Regions from separate parts of the Mus musculus genome. Here regions 2, 3 and 4 are each linked to region 1. The links are chromatin contacts, called in public promoter capture Hi-C maps. All regions are on one chromosome and are shown on one strand. Each heading gives the region's core, a stretch centred on a gene start, on an enhancer-like site or on the middle of the called end of the contact. The rest is flanking DNA. Distances are from core to core; before and after follow the strand shown. Region 1 holds the start of Grik4 (glutamate receptor, ionotropic, kainate 4). Region 2 holds the start of Nectin1 (nectin cell adhesion molecule 1). Region 3 overlaps 4930546K05Rik (RIKEN cDNA 4930546K05 gene). Region 4 overlaps Tbcel (tubulin folding cofactor E-like).

What was found. Promoter capture Hi-C pulls out the DNA fragments that hold promoters and counts their contacts. Capture Hi-C pulls out chosen DNA fragments and counts their contacts.
Region 2: a contact with region 1 is called in a promoter capture Hi-C map of pancreatic islet. The contact joins the promoter of Nectin1 here to the promoter of Grik4 in region 1. A contact is called at or near these places in 3 of 39 promoter capture datasets (liver and stem cell-derived epiblast-like cells) and 1 of 9 other capture datasets (pancreatic islet).
Region 3: a promoter capture Hi-C map of hippocampal neurons shows a contact between it and region 1, with 2.1 times the contacts expected there. The contact joins the enhancer-like site here to the promoter of Grik4 in region 1. A contact is called at or near these places in 5 of 39 promoter capture datasets (the 3T3-L1 cell line, the C10 cell line, frontonasal cranial neural crest and 2 more) and 1 of 115 datasets of contacts at active chromatin or transcription factors (embryonic stem cells).
Region 4: a promoter capture Hi-C map of stem cell-derived epiblast-like cells shows a contact between it and region 1, with 4 times the contacts expected there. The contact joins the enhancer-like site here to the promoter of Grik4 in region 1. A contact is called at or near these places in 12 of 39 promoter capture datasets (3T3-L1-derived adipocytes, the C10 cell line, the SN4741 cell line and 8 more), 1 of 484 Hi-C or Micro-C datasets (embryonic fibroblasts) and 15 of 115 datasets of contacts at active chromatin or transcription factors (VIP interneurons, craniofacial prominence, differentiating embryonic stem cells and 9 more).

What each region holds. Positions count from the first base shown.
Region 1 is chr9:42,942,987-42,945,823 of GRCm38.p6, forward strand. Grik4 (glutamate receptor, ionotropic, kainate 4) reads right to left here and starts at 1,385. Exons shown (of 21, transcript NM_175481.5): 1 at 1,341-1,385.
Region 2 is chr9:43,742,619-43,745,455 of GRCm38.p6, forward strand. It overlaps Nectin1 (nectin cell adhesion molecule 1), which reads left to right and starts at 1,336. Exons shown (of 6, transcript NM_021424.3): 1 at 1,336-2,104. The coding sequence starts at 2,026. It overlaps Gm46108 (a long non-coding RNA gene), which reads right to left. Exons shown (of 4, transcript XR_003948147.1): 3 at 2,698-2,837.
Region 3 is chr9:42,182,308-42,185,144 of GRCm38.p6, forward strand. 4930546K05Rik (RIKEN cDNA 4930546K05 gene) reads right to left here. Exons shown (of 7, transcript NR_040754.1): 7 at 1-1,627. Among named protein-coding and RNA genes, the nearest start is that of Gm36390, 8.2 kb to the right of the region's middle. Within about 2 kb of position 1,439, at least 79 of the 459 cell types and tissues checked have an H3K27ac peak or open chromatin away from gene starts, as enhancers often do. A contact at or near this core is called in hippocampal neurons, where this site is marked.
Region 4 is chr9:42,425,368-42,428,204 of GRCm38.p6, forward strand. The region is part of intron 7 of Tbcel (tubulin folding cofactor E-like); the gene reads right to left. Among named protein-coding and RNA genes, the nearest start is that of Tecta, 27 kb to the left of the region's middle. Within about 2 kb of position 1,469, at least 20 of the 459 cell types and tissues checked have an H3K27ac peak or open chromatin away from gene starts, as enhancers often do.

The DNA of each region.
Region 1 (2,837 bases), core at 135-2,634:
CACTACCACCAGACGACCCACTGGAGCCAAAAAGAAGATAGTTCTCTTTGTCCCTGGCAGGGCTCAGATCCTCTTGGCCAACCCTCAGCCCTCCTGCCCTGGTCTCAAGAGATACCTACTTGTCAGGCACAGTGGCCAGGCCCAGCCAGAGTTCCCCTCCTCTTTCCAGACAGCCCAGGCCCCTGGGAGACATGCCCAGAAGAGCCACTGGAGGGAGGCAGGGAGGTGGCACCGCGTGGCATCACCAGACAACAGCACCAAGAGGAAGATGGCAGCATCAAGTACAGATGCCAAGAACCACACAGCCCAAGGTCCAAGAGGGGACCAGCTCAGCCTGCATAGCCTGGCTACAGCCAGGCAACCTGGCCCGCGTGCCTTGTCTATCCCTTTGGTCGCGCCTCCCCCAACCCCAAAGCCCTGGGCCAACTCTCCCCAGGCTCCACCTCCTCCCTCACTTTCCTCAGCTCCAGGGAGCCCAGGGAGGGAGGCACAGGTGCTCTTGGCGCCTTGGACAAACCCCCTGTCCCAGCCGTCACCAGGGCGCCTTCCACCCCAAGCTGGGTCGGAACCACTCCGGCTCTGCCCGGTCCTCACTAAAGAACATCTCCTTAGCTCCCCTCCCCCTCCACTGATCCCCTTCCCCCTCCAGCGCCCAATGCAGGTCTCCAGAGTTTTTCCCTTACTTCCCACTCGGGTGAACTAGGGTGGGATGGCTAAGAGGCCCATTAGTCGCAAGAAGGAGGGTCATTTCTGATAGGACGCTGGCTTGGCCCAAAGCAAGACGGCGTGCAGGGTTGGGGGTGTGGTGGTGGCCGGAGTCCAGGGCCCGAGCAGGGGTGGTCAAGACAGATGGCAAAGAGGGAAGGGAGAAGGGGGCTCAGAAGCCGGGCTGGTCTGATGGAAGACTGTGGCGGGCAAGAGCGGCCCGTAGGAGAAGCCGAGGGTGACGAGGCGGGGTAGAATCGCCAGTGTCGGGAAGGGGCCGTCATCCCTGCAGGGGGCAGAGGCTGGGCTGGGAGTTGGACTGGGAAGAGGGAGGATCACAGAAGGAGGATCGGAGCGGAGGAGAGGAGGCGCAGGGGGAAGCAGGCAGGGATGGAGACTAGGGGAAGTACGGGGCAAGGTGGCGGGGGCTCAGCGGAGAATCCGGGGTCGCAGGCATCAGAGTGCAGGGGACTGGGCAGCTGGAGGCGGGAGCGGGGCCAGGCAGGGTGCGGGCCGCGGCCCGGAGGGAGCTAGCGGCGGAGACGTCAGAAGTCGGGGTGCGGCGCAGCCCCGGGGGGCGCGGGGAGACAGCGTAGGGCGCCGGTCGGGGGCGGCGCGGGGGCTGCTGCCCTTACCTGGGCGGCTCCGCACTCCGGGCGCCAAGCTGGGGACCCGACGTTGCTCGGCCGGCGGCCCGGCTGTTGTTTTCCCTTTTTTTTTTTTTTTTCTTTTTTTTTTTTTCTTCCGCAGCGGCGGCGGCGGCGGCTCCAGCTCGATCCGCCAGCAGCCGAAGGCAGAGTCTGTGTCCGGCTGCGAGCGAGCCGGGAGCGGGCAGCGCGGGAGGCGCGCGGAAAGGCGCTGAGGCGCCGCCCGGCGGGCAGTGAGGGAACTGCGGCGGTCCCGCACGCGGCCGGCCGGGGAGGGGGCGTCCCTTCCGGGCCGCGGCCGCCGGAGTCTCCGCTCGCCGGCGGGGTCTTTAGCTGGGGACCCGGACCTAGGTAGCCGAGCGGCGAGGCGGGGAGGCCGGAACAGACAGAGCCAAACTTGCAGCTTCCCTGATCCGGACGATCGGGAGACGGCGGGCCGGGGATGGGGGGGCTCCGGGTGGGCGCTGCAGAGGACTGACCCCCAAGTGAGGAGCTGGGGTACACTTCACCATCCAGCGCCAAGGGGCAGCCCGCCCTGGTCCGCAGGAGTTATTAGCTTGGCCTGCTTCGGTGGGCGAAGGGCGACTCCTGGTGGCGTTTTAGGGGCCAGACCTAGGGGACGAGGCGTAGAGACTGCGGCCTCCTCGGTGGTGGCGCGGAGCTGGGTGAAGCTTTGCTTTAGCAAGGCCAGATAGACCACAATGTTTCAGGAGGCCGAAGAACCACAGCTCACGTTTGGAAGTCTACTGGTTTGTGCACACAGACCTCCTGGGAGAAGTTGTCACTTTATGCTACACATAAGGAAACCTCGGCCTAGGAAAGGTGAAAGACCTAGCCTTCACCAGGAGCTGGGGGCTGGACCAAGAGAGAACCAAGCTACTTGGTTTGAGGGATCATTTGGCCACATCATAGCAGCCTTGGGGTGGGTGGGTGGGGGGCTAGAAAAGGAGAGGGCAGAGGAGCAGGAGGCCTCAGGGGGTCAAGTGACTTCCTCAAACCGATTAGTTCCTCATTTCAAACCCAGAGTCTTAGCCGTAGACAAACCCGGAAAGCATCTAAGCCAGCCTCCCAATCGTCTCCCACTCTTCCTTCACACCTAACCACCTGCTTACCCTAAAGTCTCCACGAAGGGGCTGTTCTAGGCATTCTTGGTTGGTTCTAGGGCCTGGGAGGACAATATACACGGACTACAGGATATTTGTTGACACTCCCTATATCATGCCGGGAGGGCAGCAGAGCTGAGTTACCTGCTTGGGGGGCTGGGGGGGGTGGCGATTGTGGTTGTAAGAGCCTGTTCTCTCTCCCACCTCCTCTCCCAGACTGGACTTTATGAGTGCTCTGTTGGCACAGGACCGGCCACTCTGGATAGCTCCAGTCCCTTCGGTCTTTCCTCAATCAACTGTCAGACGGATGTCAGGAACACAAGCTACCTGACTTTCTACTGACCTAATAAAACCAATCCATGAGGTTAAGTTGAATCCAACC
Region 2 (2,837 bases), core at 86-2,585, 800 kb after region 1:
TGTCTCCCCCCCCCCCCCATCCCCACTAGACCCCGCTCCTGTGGGGCAAGGACCAACTATGAGACCACACAATGCATTCCCAAGTCAGGCGGTAGTGTGGTAGACAGTTTGTCCTGAGTTACACGGGTGAAGCATAAAAGGATACAGAGAGCATTCCTTTTGAGTGGAGTGACTTCTTTAGCAGGCTGAGCCCGTGGGCCCAAGAGTGGGAAACTGTCCCTCTCTTCCATTGTCCTGCCCCTCCCATTCTCCGAAAGGAAAATTTACATTTTATCAGAATTTGGCGCTACCCCAAGCCTCTGTGCCCTTGGGGCTGGGCTAAGGGCAAAGGGCAAAGTGGGTGTGGTCTGCTCAGCCCCGAACGAGGGAGTTCTGTTCTCTTGACTGGGAAACCCTGTCTGTCTGCCTCTCCTAGTCCAAGGATGGGGACAGAAGGTCCAGGCTTCAGGCTGCTAAGGGCCCCTCGGGCTCAGTCACCTTGGCAAGAAGCCACCCGGATGTGGTGGGTGGCGAACAGGATGGGGCGGAGAGTCCTGGCCGTTCTGGGACACCGACTGGATGGGCCACTTTCGCGGGAATCCCGCAAACCACTCAGAAACGAGGTGAAGGCAATGGGAGCCCACTTGGTTTGTCGCTCTTTGGGGAAAGCAGAATGCTTCGATTTCGGGACAAGGACCCCCTGAAGGCAATAAGGATTAAAGAAGACCCACTAGAAACCTGAGTGCCCTGATCTCTCACCCACTAATGTCTTGTCTTGCCTCAACTCTTCACAGCTTTCGCGGTTGGTCCTCCGCAAAGCTGTTTCCGTCTGGTGTCCAGATCTTGGGGAGCAGAAGCTTTGGCAACAGTTCTAGCCTGTGCTCTGCTTCTTTCTGCCACTCTCCATGCCCTCCTCTGGGCCTTTGTTTCCTCATCTGCGAAATGGTCCCAGGGTCGGACCAGAGAGTCAGAAAAGCCCTCGGAGCTCGGACAATGCCAGATCCAGCGTTCACACGGATCCCTACGGCAGCCCCCCTCCTCATCTTAACTCCACCCCTACCGAGCAGCTTCTCCCCCTTGCCGGCCGCTAGGGGTCACTGCCTCCCTTTGTCAGCGACCGAGGAGGGCAGCCCGCCCTCCGGCCCTTTCCACGACCGAACGGCGACCCAAGGGGCATCTTGCTAGCTTGGGGCCCTGAGCCGAACCCCACGGCCACGCTCGCAGCCACAGCTGCTTAGGACTGGGAGGTGCGGCCGCGCGGGCGGAGGCCGGGCCAGGGCTGGGCCGGGCGCGTGGGAGCCAGGAGGGGGTTAATGCTAACCCCTCCCCCCGGGCTGACATCACGGGAGAGCGGGTGAGAGGCTGGATCGGCGAGTGAGAGAAAGAGAGGGAGAGGAGAGAGCGCGGCTCGCCTCGGCACCGGGGCAGCTCCACATTGTTGCGGATCGCCCGCACCGAGCGCAGCGGCCGCGGTGGGGACCCGTGGCGCACCCGGCTCGCTCCCCTCGGTCCTCCGAGACCGTGCAGCCCCGAGCCCCGCGGGCAGCTGGCCGCCCTAGCCGCACACCACCGCCTGGGCCCCGAGCCCTCCGCACCGCCCGGCCACCCTCGGAGAACAGCCGGCCATGGACGCCTGCAAGTTGGAGCCGAGCGGGAGGGTGTGAGCGCGCCCAGGGCCGGGAGCCTGCGCCGCGCTAGCCCGGTAGCCGGGCGCGCCGGGGGTGGGTCCCTCTCCCCAGCCGGGCTTTGCGTGGAAGAAGAGGGCGGGGACCGGGGCGAGGAGAAGAGCGGAGGAGGCGAAGGGGGCATGACTCGTGCAACTTACTGCGGGCATCTGCCGAGGCTCTGAGCCGGCGGCAGCCGGGGACCGGATTGCGGCCGCGCGGATCCCACCCAGCCCACCCCGCCCCGACCGACGGCTGCGGCTGACCTGGATCCTCCGAGCGCCCGCCAACCGCCAGCGATCCGCCCTCGTCTTCCAGACTGGTTTCTGGAGCGCGAGGAGCGCCCTCCTGGCAGCCCCTTTCGCCGGACCCCCACCCCCCGATGGCTCGGATGGGGCTTGCGGGCGCCGCTGGACGCTGGTGGGGACTCGCTCTCGGCTTGACCGCCTTCTTCCTCCCAGGTAAGGCGATTGCCTCTGCCTCCCTCCATAGCCCCCCACCCAACCAGAACCTCCCCGGGACTTGGAGCTGGATGATGGGCAAGGCTACGGGTTGTAGGGAGCGAACGGAGCCAGAAAAGTTGGGTCACGCTTGGATAAGGGGGGGCAGGAGGTGGCACCGTGGAGAAAGGGGTTGAGAAGCCCAACAGCCTGCCCTGCAGGGTAGCAATCGGATGCACGTCTCTATGTAGCAAGAAAGCACTTTCTCCGCTCAGTTCTTCACAAAAATAATAATATGTAATAGGGTTCTATTTATTTAATAACCAGTTCTCAGCTCGAGAAGCAGTTTGGAAACACTGCGTGTTACATAAATGCAAAATAATCACCGTAATCACGGGCTTGGGGTATGAGACAACAGCCCCAGGGGGAGGGCGTCAGTCTCCTAGCTGGTGGGCTGTGGGCTAGGAGAGTGGCGGGGGTTGGGGGCGACTTCATTTCTTTTGGCGGCCTCTTGTCAGATGGTTTCGGGCTCATGGGGGCCCCCTCCTGCCCCACATCGCCCCACAGCGGGCGATCGGAACCTGCTCCTGCGGCACAGGCAGCTTCTTACTCACCTGCGGTTCCTTTTCTGGAGGGTGAGGTCGGGCCGCCTAGGGATCGCAAACTCCGGGCCTTGCGCGGGGCTGGGCTCCGTCTCGGAACTCCACTTCTAAAGCGGAGGGCTCTCCCAGGAGGAAGCTCCACGGGCTTCATG
Region 3 (2,837 bases), core at 189-2,688, 760 kb before region 1:
ACTGAACCCACTGCCGTGGTCTATCTGAATTGAGTTCACCACCCAACTCGATACCTGTAATTATAAGTATCCCTTTCGTTTTTCGTTAAGGGCTTCTATGATTGTCCCTTATATATCAGATATAACAAGATAGCCTTCATCCGTCTGACCTGAGAATTCTTGCTGTGGTGGTTTGAATAAGAATGGCTCCTACAGGCTCATGTATTTGAACGCTTAGTCATCAGGAAGTGGCACTACTTGAGAAGGTTTAGGAGGTGTGGCCTTGTTGGAGGAAGTATGTTTCTAGGGTTGGCTTTTGAGGTTTCAAAACTCAAGCAAGGCCTAGTGTGTGTCTCTCTTCCTGTTTCCTGTCTCTCTCTTCCTGTTTTCCATCTCTCTCTTCCTGTTTCCTGTGGGTCCAGAAGTAAAATTTTCAACTGCATCTGCAGCACCATGTCTACCTGCATGCCTCCATGCTCCCCATCGTGACAACAATGGACTAAACTTCTGAAACTGTTAGCCAGCCTTCATTAAATGCTTTCTTTTGTAAGAGCTGCCATGGTCATGGTGTCTCTTTACAGTAATAGAACACTGACTAAGACGCTCGTGGTACCCAGGATTCGGCATATCACAGTCCCTTCACCTATCTTGGAATTGCTATAATCACCTATGCATGAACATTCACCCTGTTCAATGGGAAGCCCATTCTCCCTGAGCCAGAACTCTGAAACAACAGAGAGGCTGAGAAGTCCCATTTTCCTTAGGTCATACCCCTCAGCGGTAGTCTGTCAGCCTCCAGCAACAAAGCTCAAAGGCTCTGACTTAAGCTAACCTTGGTAATAATGATCACCTCCACCAGGGCTCACAGCTTCAAAAGCCATAGCTGTTCTCTTCAGAAAGCTTTGAGATTCCAGTTTCTCCACAGGCTTCATAGCAATGGCCTAATTGCCTTTCAGGAAAAATAAAATGCCCACATTTCTGAGCCTCCACCCCAAGGCCCCTAGGCCTTTGCTGTTCACTCCAGCAATGTTTGGGATTGCTAGTTACCAGATCTGATATATCTTCTCCAAGCTGTTTGCTTCCAGAGAAACAGCCCAAGGGACGACAGCCAGGGTAATGGGGAAATGAAACCATCCTAAAGCTTTCAAGTTTCCGAAAGATGAGCACATTTTCTTCTATGTTGTTCCCCTCACCTGCTCCTTGTCCTCACTGCCAACACTCCCTCTGGCCCAGATTTGTTGGCAGTCCAGGCAGGAGCCGACTGCCTACCAGGCATCCTCATTAAAATGCACTGTTCTTGCTAATTACGAGCCAAGATTCTCCCACGGTGGGCCTGGTCTGGGCACTGCCATTATCTTCATAAATAGGCTCTTTACTTTGCAAACGCTGCTGTCACAGTCAGGCATTCTCAACCTGGCAAGGGCTCTGTGCATTCTTGAGTGGTGGAGGGAATGTGTCAGCAAGAGAAGGCAGAGGTATTCATGCCAAAGCAAGGCTCTGTCCTGAGTTCACCCCACTCAGTCTGGGCAGCAGGCAGCCAACACAATGGTTGAATCCGAGACTCCAGCCATGGCGGGCAGCAGCATATGGACCAGATCTTCTGGAAAAATTTATTTCCCATCATTTTCATCTTTACAGCAAAGGCAACCTAGTCAATGTAAAAAAAAAAAAATGTTTTTGAGAGCTCTGTTTTTTTTTTTAAAAAGAATGTTCCCACCCTACCCTCCCCCCCAAATTCACAAACTGGATGGCGGTGTAGGGGTGTGTTTGTGTGTGTGTGTGTGTGTGTGTGTGTGTGTGTGTGTGTGTAGGGGGGACAGATGAGTGCTTGGTCTCCCAAATATGCCATATGCAAGCTTGTCTATGAGAATTTGTTTATGTATTTAACTTCCTTTGCCTACAAAGCTCTGTGTACAGTTTTCTGTTTAGTGCTCAGCCGCCTTTTCCAGTGCTAGCTCTGTCTGAATACAGTCTGCTCTGATCCCTTCACATATGCCACCCCTTTTCTGCACCATCAGGGTGGTTCTATGTCATTTCTTAAGTAGTGCCTACTGTATAATTCTGGCTTTGTCCCCATAGCACACCTGTCACATGTAGCACACCTATGGTCTCTAATCCTTAACAATGGACCTTCAATCTCATTTTGTAATGAGAACACTGAAGCTCAGGGATGCCCCTCCCCCATCCTTCTTCTTAGCCAGGAGCAAAGTGAGGCTTGAAACCTTTAGCTGGTTGTTCATGGTAAGCCTTCGACCCTTCGACCCTATACTAGGTTACAGAGTGCTGGGGGGAGATTCTGCTCTTAGGTGCTCAGTAGAAATGAGTCAAAGAACCAGCCCCACACCATAGCCTAATTAGCTCCCTAAGACATGCTGTCAAGAAGAGCTGTATGAGAAGATAGCTCAAAGTGTCAGGGCAGAGAACATGCCTTTTTGCAAATTCACAGCTCATGAAATTTACTATTAAAAGGGCCACAGGGCCGGGAAGGTTACCGGCCTTCCCTCTAACATTGGTGCAATAATGAAGCACTCCTCAGACTCTGAGGTGCAGAGGCACTGTGGCAGGATCCTGTTAAAGTGCAGGGGGGGTGTAATGCAGGGCTGGGGCTACTCTGAGCAGCCAGACAAGAAGAGACTGCTGACAGACCATGTAAGAGCACGTGGGATCCATAGAAGCAGGAGGCTGTGAGGGTGTGAAGCCAGGTAGGGCTGGGAGTGAGAGAAAAGAGGGAAAATGTCACTGTGTGTCTATCACTCGTTGACCTATGTCTCCCCTTATCTCAGACCCTTTGCCTGGAAACCCCTTCCAATTTCTTTGCCTCGGCCCCACCCCCAAACTTTCATTTGTCCTTGAAAACA
Region 4 (2,837 bases), core at 219-2,718, 520 kb before region 1:
GAAGCCAGCCAAACTACATCAAGGATGGGAGAAGGGCTCACAAAGTGATCAGAGAAGGGAGTATCAGTTGGTCAGGGATGTAGTCCTCTACCGCTCCAGTAGGTTTCCATGTCCCAGCGGATCACCCTACACTCATGCACACATGACCAGCACCAACTAGAGTTCATAGTAAAAATCAAAACAAAAAAAGAATTCAGAGGCTGGGAGGGAGATATGGTGGGGAAAACACACACACACACACACACACACACACACACACACACACACACACACACACATATCTTTTGAGACAGGGTTTCTCTGTGTAACAGCCCTGACTGTCCTGGAACTTGATCTGTAGACCAGGCTGGCCTAACTCAGAGACCCACCTGCCTCTATCTTCAGAGTGCTGAGATCAAAGGTGTATGCCACCACTCCTGGGTATAAAGTAAATTTTAAAGAGTAAGCCATAGTGTAAAAGATTGGCATTCAAGTTTAATACTGTTTCCAACAAAACAGAAACTGAAAAGACCATGGGAAGATATGTCATTGACACAGAAGTGTAAGCCCTACTTTCTATGTTGTTGTTGATTTTAAAGAGATACCAAAGATTTATGTACACCAGGTTTCTGACCTGAGGAGCTGGAGCAATGGCACAACAGTTATGTATACTTACGAGCTTTGCAGAGGATGTGAGTGCAAACCTGCCAAAACTCCAGCTCCAGGGGGATCGGACCAACTCTCTGGCCTCTGCGGGCACCTGCACTTGGGTGTGCACGCACACATACCTGCACTTGGGTGTGCATGCACACATACCTGCACTTGGGTGTGCACGCACACATACCTGCACTTGGGTGTGCATGCACACATACCTGCACTTGGGTGTGCATGCACACATACCTGCACTTGGGTGTGCACGCACACACACAGTTACAAAATAAAACACATCTTTAAAGGTATTCTTGCTCTGGTGACCTCCTAGAGTGAGAAAGAGGATAAGCGGTAAGGCTTAAGCACCCCATTTTTCCTGAAATAGTCTTTCTTTTTAATTAAAATAAAATAATGTGAAAAATAAACTCATTAGCTATAAATACAGGAAAATAGTATCTTATTATTCTTATTAATTTTTTTCATTTTTAAAAATTAAACAAACAAGACAACAACAACAAAAAGGCAAAGCTGGCTACTTGTTCTGGCCAAGGCTAAAGTTCAGAGAAGAAAGACAGTGTCTCCAAGACCAGAAGCACTTGGGGGGCCTCACTGTGCCTCTTCTTTGAAATCCTCCTCTGTATCTGCTTTAGAGATTAGGAAGGCAGCTACCTCCTGCTGGGCCGAGGCTGAGAAAGAGGCAAGAAGTCAGAAGCAAGGCCTGGGTGACTGGCATGACAAAGCCTGCAGGTCACAGGGAAAGCTAACATTTCAGAGGGTCTCCGAGGAGCTGGGAGGAGAAAGCCCCTTTTGTCTCCCATCAGACTCCCAGATGAATGTGAGCAGTGCTGTGTCACCACCCTGACAGAGGATGATGGAGCTTGGCAATGCCGAGAACCCCAGGAGACCTGTGTCCAGGCGAAGAATGCTCTTCACAACAGCAGGTCCTCTGTGTGGAAGGAATATGAGGGAAGGGACACAGTGCGCTAGGATTCCTCCAGTGTTGGAGACAAAACGGGCCTTCATTGGGGTGGTGTCCAAATACAGCCTGCTGCCCTGCCTCACAATCACAGGAGATACAATCAACTCAGCTAAGAAGAGCCATGAGTCTCTAGCAGGAAAAGCCACTCTCCATACTTCACAAAGCATGCCGTTGGTGACACTAAGCAAGCACTCGAGGAACTGGGCGCCTAATCCTTGACATTCTAAAGAAGCTGTCCCAAGAGCTCAAGCATCCCTCAGGACACAGCTTTGGGGAGAGTGAAAGCAAAGCAAAGCTTAAGGAAGCTTTACCCCTGGTCTCTGACAGCAGCACTCCTCTGTCCACTGGTCCATCGGCACTGTCCTCTGGAACCATGGCTCTTATAACTCGTTTGATAAAGTTTGAAATTTTAAGGTCTCAAGAAAGGGACACCTCAAATCAGCTAGGTCACTCACTGCGCTCAAAATCAAGAAGCCACTGAACCCCCAAAGATACAATCAGGTTGAGATCCTAGAGGAACTTGCTTCCTTTTGTTTTTTCTCTCTTTAAAATTAAACAGGACTACATATTAGCTCAGCGCTAAAGAAGCAATTTACATCCAATCTCTCAGAGGAGATGGAGAGAGAAAGCAAAGGCAAGATGAAGGGAAACTCATAAACAGAAGCAGTGTGATTGGCATCAGTTAAGGGCAAAGCAGTAATGACACATGTGCTGGGCTTTAAGTGTGGAGGCTCCCGCCATCCTGAAAGATGGTTGCGTTGCCCTAGAGGGATCGTGACTGTAAATACTCAAAAACAAGCAGAAATGCGCAATGTGTTTCCCCAGGACTAAATTCTATAATTTAGCCCAAAGCAGGCATCCTCTTTCAGTGTCTAGAGTCAGCCTTGTTTCCTATAGTCTCAATGAGCAATTTGCTCTCCAGGTCTCTCTCAGGCCCTCCTTATAACCAGAACCCAAGCCCACCCTTTGAAATCCCCACAGCCCCCCATCAAACTTCCAGCAATTTCCTACCACAGTAAGAAAGAACAGCAAGTGCCACAGCCATGCTGTCTCCTCTCTTACCTCCACTACTTCCATTCAGAATAACCCCCTCACCTTGACCAGGCTAGCACAAATGCTTTCTAGGATAGGGCGGCCCTTTGCCTGACCTAACCGGCTTCCTCATGAGCACAGTCATATACTGAGCAGTGCTACACTGCCAGGCAACGTCTGGATCCTGGGGAGGAAG